Regions from separate parts of the Mus musculus genome. Here region 1 is linked to region 2. The links are chromatin contacts, called in public ChIA-PET maps. All regions are on one chromosome and are shown on one strand. Each heading gives the region's core, a stretch centred on a gene start, on an enhancer-like site or on the middle of the called end of the contact. The rest is flanking DNA. Distances are from core to core; before and after follow the strand shown.

The links. ChIA-PET counts read pairs in DNA pulled down with a chosen protein or histone mark.
Region 1: a contact with region 2 is called in an RNA polymerase II ChIA-PET map of memory CD8 T cells, with 199 read pairs. The contact joins two enhancer-like sites. A contact is called at or near these places in 2 of 15 datasets of contacts at CTCF or cohesin (large pre-B cells and pro-B cells), 13 of 484 Hi-C or Micro-C datasets (B cells, CD4 T cells, CD8 T cells and 7 more) and 10 of 115 datasets of contacts at active chromatin or transcription factors (the 230-238 cell line, bone marrow-derived macrophages, craniofacial prominence and 7 more).

What each region holds. Positions count from the first base shown.
Region 1 is chr4:8,772,628-8,778,909 of GRCm38.p6, forward strand. The region is part of intron 2 of Chd7 (chromodomain helicase DNA binding protein 7); the gene reads left to right. Among named protein-coding and RNA genes, the nearest start is that of Gm46841, 59 kb to the left of the region's middle. Within about 2 kb of position 2,509, at least 88 of the 459 cell types and tissues checked have an H3K27ac peak or open chromatin away from gene starts, as enhancers often do. A contact at or near this core is called in the 230-238 cell line, B cells, CD8 T cells and 1 more, where this site is marked.
Region 2 is chr4:9,026,639-9,032,760 of GRCm38.p6, forward strand. No RefSeq gene overlaps it. Among named protein-coding and RNA genes, the nearest start is that of Gm34428, 21 kb to the left of the region's middle. Within about 2 kb of position 1,318, at least 164 of the 459 cell types and tissues checked have an H3K27ac peak or open chromatin away from gene starts, as enhancers often do. A contact at or near this core is called in the 230-238 cell line, B cells, CD8 T cells and 1 more, where this site is marked.

The sequences.
Region 1 (6,282 bases), core at 1,259-3,758, 250 kb before region 2:
GCTTTACAGTCCTGAGGGGGACAGGGAGCAGGAAGGGCAGAGGGAGGGACGCACGCATGCAGGAGCTCTTCAGAGAATGGAACCTGGGACTTATTAGATAACTACACTACCACTGTACCCTCTCAGCCCCTTTTAATTTTAATGTCGTGAACAATCACAAGCCATTTTTGGTATTAATAAAAAGTATGCTCATTGTAGTTCAGCTACAGTAGAAAAAGGTCTGCACCTAGTTAGGGGATGAAATTCTGAGACCGCTTCCGGATTTCTGTTGAGGCAGGGTGCCTCTGTAAGGCAGTCTGTCTCTTCAGGAGTGAAGGGATCATGGTTACTGTAGGGAGTTATCTGTCAGGTCTCTCACGCAGGGTGCTTTTCTGTTCTGTTTCTATGCACCCATTCAGTCTCCAGTCATCACATTGTTCATTTACAATGTGCCAGTCTCTTTACAAGAACCAGAAATAAGGGCACAGAAATTAGCTTTTTATCCTTTTAAGAAAAATCCCAGTTATCACTTAGTGGTTGGTCTGCATGACAAAAACTAAGTGCAGCCATAGTAAGTCTGTGGAGTTGCTCCATAAATCCACACTTTATACCGCCAAGTTATCTGTGGGGCTGGGGAGACAGGTGAAGCTTGAGCCGGGTGGAAGGGGCAAGGTAGCAATTTATCAGTGCACAGCTCCGTGCTCCCAGACCCAAAGGCTAAAGTGTGCCCTCATTTACACATCACCACTGGGCGTGGTGGCGCACGCCTTTAATCCCAGCACTTAGGAGGCAGAGACAGGCGGATTTCTGAGTTCGAGGACAGCCTGGTCTACAAAGTGAGTTCCAGGACAGCCAGGGCTACACAGAGAAACCCTGTCTCGAAAAAACCAAAAAAACCAAAACCAAAACAAACAAGCAAAAAAGAATCTTTTTGCTCAACTAAACGTTTACTTCCCTGGGCTGGGTACCAGAGGCACAGAGAGCATGTGAGATGTTGCTGGACCCAGACTGAGGGTTGAGAGCGGACATCTGTGCTCACACCTGAGGGTGTGGTGAGACTTGATGTTCTTTGCAGCACTCAGCCTAAGGAGTGCATCTGTGTTCCATGCTCCTGTCCATCCTCCTATCCTTCAGAGAGCAGAGAACCAGAAGGTGTCAGTAGTCAGGCAGTATGGTATGCTGAGAGGTCCTTGGCTTTGGGAGGGCCTTGGCCCTGCCCGTACAGATCAGGGAAGGCCCCATGAAGAGAGTGGAGTGAGTGAACTGAGTGTTGCAGAGCAAGTGTGGATTTATGGAGAGGATTTGGAGACTGCTTCCATCTGTCCAAGCTCTAGATTGGGAAAGAGCAAAGTGCCTTGGTGTGACTGCCATGGTGGTGCATGGGTGAAGGGGCTGGTGGCCAGCTGGAACGTAGCACAGGCAAGGCCCTAATCCTTGGTGCTGGGGGATTCTGACTTGTGTAGCTGGCAGGGAGCCCTAGGTGGACTGTGCAGAAGTGTAGTCCATTTACACTGATAGTGGCCATTCAGAAAGACTCCCGGGGCTTCAAAACCATGAGATGAATGAGAAGCAGTTCTGTCCCGGCCTGGACTGCAGAAACATGGAAGAGACATGTTACCTGGAGGACTTGGGGGAGGCAAGTGTTAACTGGTAATGGACAGAGCCAGGTAGAGGGAGGGAGGCAGATTTCTGATTGGGTCAGGAAACCCAGGTGTGGAAGTCAGTTTAGCTGAGGGAGGTGACTTTAGTGTGCAGATCCTGGGATGTCACCAGGCAGCCTGGAGTCTTCCTGGGAACTGAGCACCTGGCTCTGTCCTGTGGTGAATGGACTCATGAGTGCTGTCAGAACCTAAGAGAGTAAAGAGACAAATTCTAGACAGCATGAATGAGGGGAGCCATGCGGGTGAGAGGATCCAGCTAAGAAAATGGATCAGTGCAGTCCCTCGCTTGGAGTTTTACAAATTTCAAATCTATAGAACTGTTGGGAAAATATTACAATAAGAACCAGATGACAATTCTGGGTCCTGGAGGTGGATAGAGAACCAGGAAGTTTTTCCTCCCCTCTCTCAGATGACTGTGGCCATGTCAGAGTGGATATTGGGCAGGACTGTTGGAGAGAGGGGCCCACAGCTTAGGGTAGAGGTCTGAGCTGGAGGCAGGACTTTGCAAAGCACCAGGCTAGAGGTAGTATGCGGACTTGGAAACATGGTAGAGATGAGACTGGCGCACCGCAGAAGTGACAGGTGGGGAAGATAAGCCAGGCAGAAAGTGTAAGGAAGGAGGGGAAAGGGCCATCCTGGCCGGCTTGAAAGAGGCAGCCAGAGTGAGCAGCTGTGTGGGCTGTTGCTGGTAGGTCAGGTGAGCTGAGGAGCCAGCCAGTGGGGGTGGGGTCACCTTGGCAAGAGAGAGAGAGAGAGAAAGAGAGAGAGAGAGAGAGAGAGGCGCTGTGGAATATTAATGTGGTTAGAGCAGACTGAAGAGCACTGGAGGAGAGGAAGTGAAGACAGCAAATGTCGTTGCTCTTTCAAGGACTCTTCTCTACAGGGGAAGAGAGAAGCGGGTGAGAGTGGGAGGAAGATGTGTCAAGAGGCTCAGTAAATACCTGAAATAGTTAGCGCACGACACGGGGCAGAAGGCTGTGCAGATGGGGAGGACTGGCCATACAGGAGGCACACGAAGGAGGAGGTTGGTGGATACTCCCCAAGGCAGACTTCTAAACCATTACTTTACAGAGTTGCTGCAAGGGTCCTCTGTCAAAGTGGCCAGAATAGGGATAGCCTTGGCTGTGCTGAAGGCTTCCAAGGCTCTGGGCACCTGCCGGTGCTCATCAGTGCTGCTGTGCCCTGGCCCCTGACTCCTGGTTCTGCTGCATGCCCCTGGCTCTTCTGTGTGTGCTGGGAAGAATTTGGGAGCCTGGAGGCTTCCTGGTCACAATGTCCCAAGGCCAGTGTCCAGCCTCCAAGGTCTCACTAGAGCTTTTCCCAGTGAACCTTCTCCACCTCCAGTCTCCTGACCGCATCTGGTCTTCTGCTGGGGTTGAGGCTGGGCAGCCTCGGGCCTTCAGTGCCTTCTGCTTCTCCTCCTGTCTGAGGATTAGTCATTAGGGTGTAAGACTTCTCAGTTCACAACCTGTGTGGATTTTGTCTACCTAAGCCTTACTATTCTGGGCATAATGGGCACCATTTTATACATATCGTGGGAGGACTGGAGGCCCGGTGGGGGCCTCTCAGAGTTTTCCTTCTGCACCTTTGAGTTCGTCACTGTCCACGGCCTAGTGTTACGTGTGACTTCTCATAGAAGTATATACTGTAATTGGATATCTCTTCCCGTGGCTCCTCTCATCCAAGCTTTGCTTTTGTAGTGGAAAAAAATACATATTACTGGAAGGTTTCACTTAGGTTTCCAGTTCTGGAATATTTTAATCTAGTCTTCATAGATCTTCAGATTAATTTTGTTTTTGTTTGTTTGAGAAACTTCACTAGTACTTCCTCTGAAATTACCTGTACTCCTCACAGCCCATCTTACTGGTGCTTATTTTGATAACTCTAACCCAACAGTGCCAAACGACCTTGAGAAGATTGTGTAGCAATACCGATACATAAATATTGCTTAAAACCCCTCTGAATGGGAATATCAGTCTTCTTTTCCTTTTTCTCTTAAATTATATTTTAAATGAGAATGTTAGAATACAGGTGTTGGTACTTTAGGCAAAGTGAAAATATCTGATCGGAAGTCACCTGAAATACTATATTTTCGACACAGTAGTGAAGGTAACAGAAATAGATTACTCAGTGCTAAATATTTTCAGGTGGACAGTATCTCAGTGAAGCCAAGGGTGTTGCTGAGTGGATGCTGGTCCTAAGACCACGCTGACTTACACAGCTGTTTAAACTCTAGCAGCTTGACTCAAAGGGTACTGCTGTTTTATAACTGTATTTAAAAATCTGTTCCTCTTTTACTCCCTCAAACTGAGCTCGGAGATATAATGGGACCCATTATAGGTAAAAGGTCTGTGACTCAGCCATCCAGCTACTCAAACTCTGGGCTCTTTTAATTGCCACCATTAAAGCTTTAGTACTTTTATCTCATAAAAATAGATATCATTGATGTAAAATGTGTGCCTGTTGAAGATACATGTGTACCTCTGCCCTCACAGTTAGCTAATCAGCCAGCCATCTGAGTTCTAAGTTAGTTGGGTTTTATGCAAATGAGAACATGACATAGATCACAAATTTTGTTCTGAGTTCTTTAATTAAGAAGACATTCCAGTGGTACTCAGGGCCGAGCCTCACTAGAATCTCAATCTCAATCTCAGCCCCTCTCTCTCTCTCTCTCTCTCTCTCTCTCTCTCTCTCATAGAACCTTACTTTCTTCGCTTTGTGTTGGATAGAAGCTGTATTTAGTTGATAGAACAGTGGCGGGTCCCTCGGTTCCTTGATCCCAAGAGTGCAGTGCTTCTGGTTCAAACACTGGGATTTCAAGAATTTGATGGACACACACAGATTACTCTTCTGTCTCTAGCTGAAACATCAGCTTAAATGTAAATGTGGTCCTTGAGGTATTTCTCTCTGCTGGTCTGCTGGTGGGTTCCTGTTGCCAAAAATATAAGCTCTATGATGAGGAAATTCCAAAGCGCGATGGAAGCTCTGATAATTCATTGAAGCCAAATATTAAAATGTGGACAGCCTGTTTGTTCTGAACGTTTTTTCCAGTGTGCTAGCAGGCTACCTTCATTCATTATTCACATTGCTGTGCACAGAGATGACACCTCTCTAGATGTGCCATGAGTGTATTGCAGCGAAGTTTAGCTCCCTACCCAGTCATGCTCACATTTACTTCTCTGTTGTGAAAATAGCAACTAATTAGTGGGGCATCTCCATAGGCGGGCGAGCCTCTCCTGCTCTCACAGTGATAGGGTAGCCCTCAGATAAGAGAACAGAGTCTTGACTCTAAGAAGGACTCAAATCCAAACAATTCTAAAATACAAACCCACCCACACAAAACATATGTGAGCTACACAGCCGGCCTCTCTCCTTGCCCAGCTGTGTAGATTCAATTATAATAATTTTCTCAGTTGCATAACATTGCTATTTGTTTATTACTGCGTTATTAGTCAGTGAATGAACCTCCCTCTTTTTGACCCCTCAGCAGTGTTTATAAAATACTTAATTGCTTTGGTATCTTCTGTTTTGTGTGTAATTCCAGCTGGAAGGAGCCATGGGGACAGAGTTTCTCTGTAAGTGTATAACAGAATGTTTCTAATGTGCAGTAAACTTTCTTTAAAAAGGTGTGTGTGTGTTTTAAGTTGAAAGTAAAGTTGTTTTGTTTCAATCTCCTTGTGACCCTAAGTAGTGTCGTGGGAGCCACTGGCCGCTGGGCAGCTCTGCACAGGGGGTCCGGGAGGACCTGATGGGAGCATGGCCAACAGTAAGGAGGCAGTTGGCGCTGAGCTTGAGAAAGTGGACTTTGCCTGGTGTCAGTCCTGTCTCCTTTTTGGTTTTTTTTTTTTTTTTTTTTTTTTTTGTGACTTGGGCAAGTTTTTTGTCCCCTTGGATGTATTATTCTCCGTTAGTGAATCAGAGAATGTATGACCACACTCAATGACCCCTTCAGCATAGCGTCTTTACAGAGACACAGGGAAACTCTGCAGTGTGGTCAAGGTGTGAGCTATCTCACAGGGGAAGAAGGACCCTCGGGGAAATAAACCAAAAAGAAGGAAGTGCAGGTTAGAAATAAGGGGAGGTACTTCTTTGAACGTGTGTAGTGTTGTGTGGCATGTTACCACAGACTTCATGGCTTATAGCCATGCCCTGCTCCTCCTCAGCATTTTCTTAGGTAGGGGTCTGGGCATGGTTTACCCGAGGCCACTCAGGGCTCTCCAGGATGCAGAGCTCAGGCAGAGTTTCTCACTGGAATCTTCCTGCTAGCTCCATTGCTAGCTCCATTCAGGTTGGGCAGAAGTACTTATGGCTACCTGGGGCAGTGTTGCTGGGTGTCTTTCAATGCTACCCTTAGCTCCTGGAGACTACCTGCAAGTTATGCCTAAGGGTTCCCCCCACTCCCCTATGGCCACTGGCTTCTTCACAGCCTAGATAAGATTCTTCCCTCCTCTTTAAAAGGCTCTCTGATTTAAGGCAGACTTGCCTAGGATAATTACCCCTTTGAGGTAACCCCAAACCAGTGATTTCTCACCTTGATCAGACCTGTGACGACATCCTTTTCACCTTTAGCTAGAAGTCAAAGGTCCTACCACTCTTAGAGATAATGGGGCAGATTAAGAGTTCTGCCTCCCACAACATGCTA
Region 2 (6,122 bases), core at 68-2,567:
GCCAGGCTGTTTCCCAGCATCTCCCCCCACTACAAAGCCTAGTTTCTTCCCCTTGGGTTCCTAATGTACTTTTGTTATTTATATCTTTAATTGGGTGAGAGTACCCAGAATTGTAAAAAAAAAAAAAAATCTGAATAAGTAAATAAATTTAAAAATTAAAAAACTCCTAGTTGGTGATGTCTGACTTCCTGTGTTCATGTTGTTGCGCTCTTGTTGCTGTGGGTTTTTGTTTTGCTTCTCGAATGTTGTTGTTTTCCAGGAAAGCTGTCGTTTATCGTGAGAACAGGAGCAGCCATGTGTTGATTTTTCTGGATTCCTTTTGGCTACTGTCCCAGTGCTAATGAAGGCCCTTCCAAAGTGCTAACGAGCTGGTGCCAAAATCAGTTATGCCGAAAACAATGGAGAAGCGTAGTGTGCAGACAGCATGTATACCCCCATATGCACACACGTGTGCATGTGCTCGCGCGCGCACACACACAGATTTAAGATAATATATTCGTGTGCAACTTCCTGTTTGTGCAAATTAGACATAGCTGTTCGTGCAAATATGGCGTGCACGTTGGAACTTCACAAAGGAGAATGTGAGGGTTCCTTTAATGAAAAGACTTATATTTGGCTGCCGAAATCATTCCTTGCTCATAGGAGGAACAAAGTTTCTAGATTTTTCTGGGCACAAATTTTCTAGCTGGGAAGCTAGTTAAAATGTACATTCACGAACTTAAACAGTTTAAGGTGTAATATCAATGTGACTATAGATTTTATTTTCCTGAGAGGAAGATCCTGCTATAAGAACCACCAGGCACTGTTTAGTTTAGGTTTGGCCCCCCTGGATGATTTTAGTAAAGTCACCAGCATTGATCTTTGAGCCCTTTTAAGGTGTTATTTTGTCGCTGGGGCTCTCTCTGGCTTCCATGGCTTCTTCTTGCCTTCCTCTCAGTGTGTAATTACTCTCGCCTCAATTTGTTTACACAGCTTGGAGATGGGGACAGAGTTCTCTGGTGACCGTGCAACTGCAGCAATCACCGTAAAGAGAAGCATTTAGACGCTATAAAACCTAAACGCCCGGCATGCACCATTACATAGCAGTTACTGAAATTTAGCAAATTAAATTAAATAATTTAAATAACTTGATTTCAGGGATTTAAAAATTCATCTCTGTGGAATCCAGTAGTCAGTTTATTATTATTATTGTTGTTCATCAAGTACAATTTATGTTTTTTAATGAATCAAAATCCCTCTTCGGCCGCCCAGTCCACAGTAGCTCTCGGCACCCTCGATTGAGTCGGTATCTTCGTGCGCCATCTTCCGGCAGCGTCTAGTACCACGGCCGCGAGGTATCAGCCCAACCCTGGGCTGCGGAGTTGGGGGAGTCGCCGCGACTGCCAGGGTGGCCAAGTCTCAGTCTCTGCAAAGATTCACGGTTAGGACAATGCTCGAAGCTATTGAGTAAACTGCTCCCGTGGGCTTTGTTATTGTGGGTCACCCTGAAGCACGGGGACAGCCCGGAGAGACTCTGACTGTGGAGGCTGGAGGCTTGTTTTCTGTCAGTGGACGCCTGCTCTCATTCCCCATCAACGACTAGATGTGACTGACCTGCCATTTGTCCCACATCACCGGGAAGCCAGCCGTCCCTCCACAACCCACGGCTTTTCTCTGCTCCACCAGGGCTCCGTTCCAAGGGGCCGTTGCACGTTTAGACGCACAGCCCAGATAAAAACCTGTTTTAAATATTTTATTTCCCTTTCTGAAACAGTCAAAGCCATGTGTTGTTGGGATAATGGAGAGCTGCGCCTTGTTTTTAAGACTATTTTTACACTTATGTTCAATCTAACGATAGTTTAACAAGTAAACAACCATCAGATGATACTGATCGGGGTTGAAGGAGGGAAATCCTTTCCTAAGCAGCCCTTGGCGCCTTGGTTTGACTTATCTCGTTTCGGTTAAGTGCCACCTACGTCTTTCCCCACGTACCCTGGTTTGTAATCCAGTGCACCCACCCACGTACAATGGCTAATAATCCAGGCACCCAGGAAAGGAATCCTCTACCCTCTCGTTGGACCTCTTTCCTGGCTTCTAGGCAGAAGGCAGTGTGGGGAGCTGAGCGCCTGATTGCTTTCCCATTTAACAACTGGCTTGTCCCCTCCCCCACTACAACGCTTCAGCGGAGCAACAGATGGTGTTGGGGGCTTTTTTTTTTTCCCTGAGTTTAAGATGGTTCATTTTGTGCTTTCTCGGGAGAACGATGAAGATTAACTCCACTCCATCGTGAGCTCTTGCAAAAGAGCAAAAGAGAAGATGTGATATCTTCTAAAAAACTCCCACTTCATCTTGCCCCTGTGTGGCCAGTGCGTTCTTTGTCATCTTCAAGTGGAAGTCTCTTCTCTCTTCTTAAAATTAAATCCCTTTCCTCGTCATATCCCCCTGCTTTCTTCTTTCCTAGGCACACACTTTCCATGTCTGCACAGAAAAGAAATGTCAGGAAAAGTTGTCAGACAATTTATAATTCTGTACATGTTAAGTTACGGATCTCTGGAGATTTTGAAGGCTGTTTTATTCTTTCGAGCAAAAGACAAAACTCAGTATCGGCAACAGCAACAGGGCTGGAGAGGCTGCTTAGCAGGCAAAGGCACTTATGCCCAAGCCCAAGACCCTGCGCTTGATTCCAGAGTACCACATGGTGGAAAGAAAAAACAGACTCCCCAAAGCTGTTCTCTGACCTTCCACACCTGCACGGCAATACTCAAGCACTTCCCACACCCCCACACCACACCCCCACATCACCCCTACCCCCACACCACACCACACCCCCACATCACCCCCACCCCCACACCACACCCCCACATCACCCCCACCCCCACACCACACCACACCCCCACACCACACCCCCACACAAGAGAGGGCTTGACTCAGACTTACACATTAAATAAATAACATTTAATAGAGAACAGAAATCACACAAAGGGAAATATTTAAGAAAATCAGATTAAGGCTGAGTGTGGCGGCTTATGCCTATAAACCCAGATATTGGGAAGCTGAGGCAGGAGGTTGGCTATGAGTTTAAAGTCCACCTGAGCTATGGAATGAGACCCCTTCCTCTCTCAAGAAAGAAACAAACAAATAATACAATACAAACTGGCATGATAACACATGTCTGCAAGCAATCCTAGAATGTGGGAAGTTGGTTTTATAGTGAGTTCAGTATTCACCTGACCTACACCCTTAGGAAGAAAGCAATAATCAGACCGAGGGCTGATGGCATTCCTCTGTTGTATTACATTGAAGTAGCAACCGCAGACATAAAATGAAGAGATGGTACTAGGTAGTCTTGTTCCCAATAATACAATTATTTACTTACTTAAGAATTTTTGAGAGAGGCTCATAATATAGCCCCAAGCTGGTCTTTAACTCACCACCCTTTGGCCTTAGTCCTCAGTGCTAGTGTTAAAGGAATGTGTCATCGAGATCAGCCTCCATCCTTAAAGGTCTGAGCACCTTCCTCTAGCTGCACAATGATGTAAAAAGGCAAAACGAAACAAAAGGAAACAACACAAGAATCTGTTAGACATCAAGGCTGAACTGCTTTTCCTCCATCTGCTAACTGAAGGCCAGTCCTTCTCAGCTCCTGGTGTTGTATGTAGCCCATGTCATTTAGTGTCATTACAGTGTCATTAGAGTGGCCTTGGTTCCACACTTGCCTTGAGAGGCATGCTCCTGCCTCGCACTTGCTCAGCCCTTGGGCTAATCCGGAAGCCTCATCCTGACCCTGCGTTCCTCCACAGTCCCTCGGTGTCGTGAGCTGCTAGTTCTAATCTTATGCAGTCATTTATTTGAGTTCTTTTTCTCTACTTGAAAGAGGAGGCAAAGAAACCTAGGCATAAACGAGCCCTTTCAGACTCCCTGTTTGTCTGTCTCTTTATGGAGAAACTCAGGAACAAAGTGACTTTGTGCTTTCTGAAACCAGAACACCTTCAGGAACATGTTACAAGCTAAATGGGATCCCCTGCCTCAATTCCCATGCTGAATTCCTCCTTGGTAGCTTGGAAGGAGACCTTATCTGAGACAGGGTCTTTATAGAGACGGATAGGCTAAAATGAGGTCATCAGAGCGCATTCCAACCCAGTCTGAATGGTGCCCTTGTAAGAAAGGGAAGTTTAGACATGTTTAGAGAGACAACTGCGTGGAGGCAGAGGGAGAAGATGGTTACCTACAAGCTAAGGAAAGTGGCCTCAAGAAATTCTCTTAGTGTTCTTAGAAGGAGACAACCCTGCTGCGGAGTTGATTTCAGGTTTTTGGCTTTTGGAAGGTGAGGCAGCAAGTTTCCATTGTGTAAGCCAAATGTGTTTGTTGCTGAGGCCAAAGCATCTTATAGAAAGAAAGATTTGTGTTGGCTCCCTGTCTCAGAGGGTTCCAGTTCACGGTGGCGGAGTCGGGTAGGATAGAGCAGTCCGGTGTGGTAGCTGCAGCATGTGACAGATGTTCCTCATATGACAGAGGATGAGGAAGCGGAGGAGGAGGCTGAAGGAAGGGATGACTTTCAGGGTTGGTCTCCAGTAGCTACTTTGCAGCTTCCCAAGACAGTACCAGGATAGTACCAGGATAGTGGGGGACACAGTACCAGGATAGTACCAGGATAGTGGGGGACACTGCAGAGTCAAAGCCGGGCTCCAGCTCGGCAGTTCCTAATGGTAGCCTTAGCAAACTAGTGCAGAGTAGGGGACAGCTTCTTGTGTGTTTGTTTATTTCTGAATTAAAAACAAAACAAAACAACAGCAATAAAAATCAAAACCCCAAAATCAAAACCCTTCTCCAGCAGGGAATTTTTGGTATGTTTTGGGAATTCCTCAACAGTGTGTTAAAAGAGGTTTTTCAGCCTGGTCCTGCCTAACTGAGCTATACAGTGTGCTACAACCATAACCGTGAGGCACTACTGCCATGTGCAAACCATTCCTGTAAATGGAAAGAAATGTCTTTTATAAAGCTTCACAGATCTGGACCCCTAAAGCGCTTTCCTGATAATCAACTAAAAACTTCAAGACCATCACGCTTTATGGGTTTCTCTCACAAACCATTAATGCACTTTGAATAGAGACACACCCCACCCCTGGACCTGTAAACCTAACCTCTGAGGCCACCCAGATGGAAGGCTCAGGTGAGAGCTTTGTGTGTGTGCACTTGAAAGGTGAGACCCCCTCGACAGATGCTCTCCACGGGCCTGCTGGCCCTCTTTTCATCAGTGCAGCTGTGTTCCCCAGGGAGCGCTTGGTCAAATGCTAATTCTTTGCTGGATGCCATGGCATTGGGTTGACTCCATATGGTGTTTGCAGGCATCCCAGAAAAACCCACCGCACTTCCTATCTGTAGACCACACTCAGCACAGCAGCAACAAGCTGGGTTTGTAGAAAAGGAGAAGCATACCTGCAGATTTTTAGCTTAGTTTAGGTTTCTCTATTTTATTTTTGTTTTTAGGTGTGTGTGTGTGTGTGTGTGTGTGTGTGTGTGTTTATGTGCATGCACACAGGTCACGTGGATCATGGTGCACATGTGACAGTTGGAAGACACCCTTGGGTGTCAGTCCTCACTGTCTACCTTGTTTGAGAAGGGTTCCCATTCACTGCTGTCTAAGGTTGCCTGGCTGCTGTATGCAGCTTTCTCCATTTTGGGGATCTGACAGCAGGCCCTCTGGTTTGTATGGCAAATGACTAACCCACTGAGCTAGCTCCCTAGCCTCCGTATTTGACTTTTAATTGAGGCCAGTAAGCATTTCAAGACCAAATCCTATCATGAGAATCCAATCTCATTAAAAAGGGTTGGAGGGCATTTTTATTTTCTTTAGAGTGGATAGACTCAAGATGTGTCTGTGAATGGACAGATGGGAGGAGACAAACAGAATAAGGCAGTGTACTTTATACAGATTTATTCTAAAGTTCTATAGAAGTTTGGAAACGTCAACAACAAAATCTGTCATCTTTTTGTACAAGTGATATGCATGAATAAAGATTATAAAAAAGAAGAAAAGTCAGATATTGGTACCAGTGTGCCTTTAAGACCCATGGGTATAGATCTTGGTGACTGCCTTCCATAAGCCTTTAGTAACAGACACACCATGCTGAGATTTCCTCAGA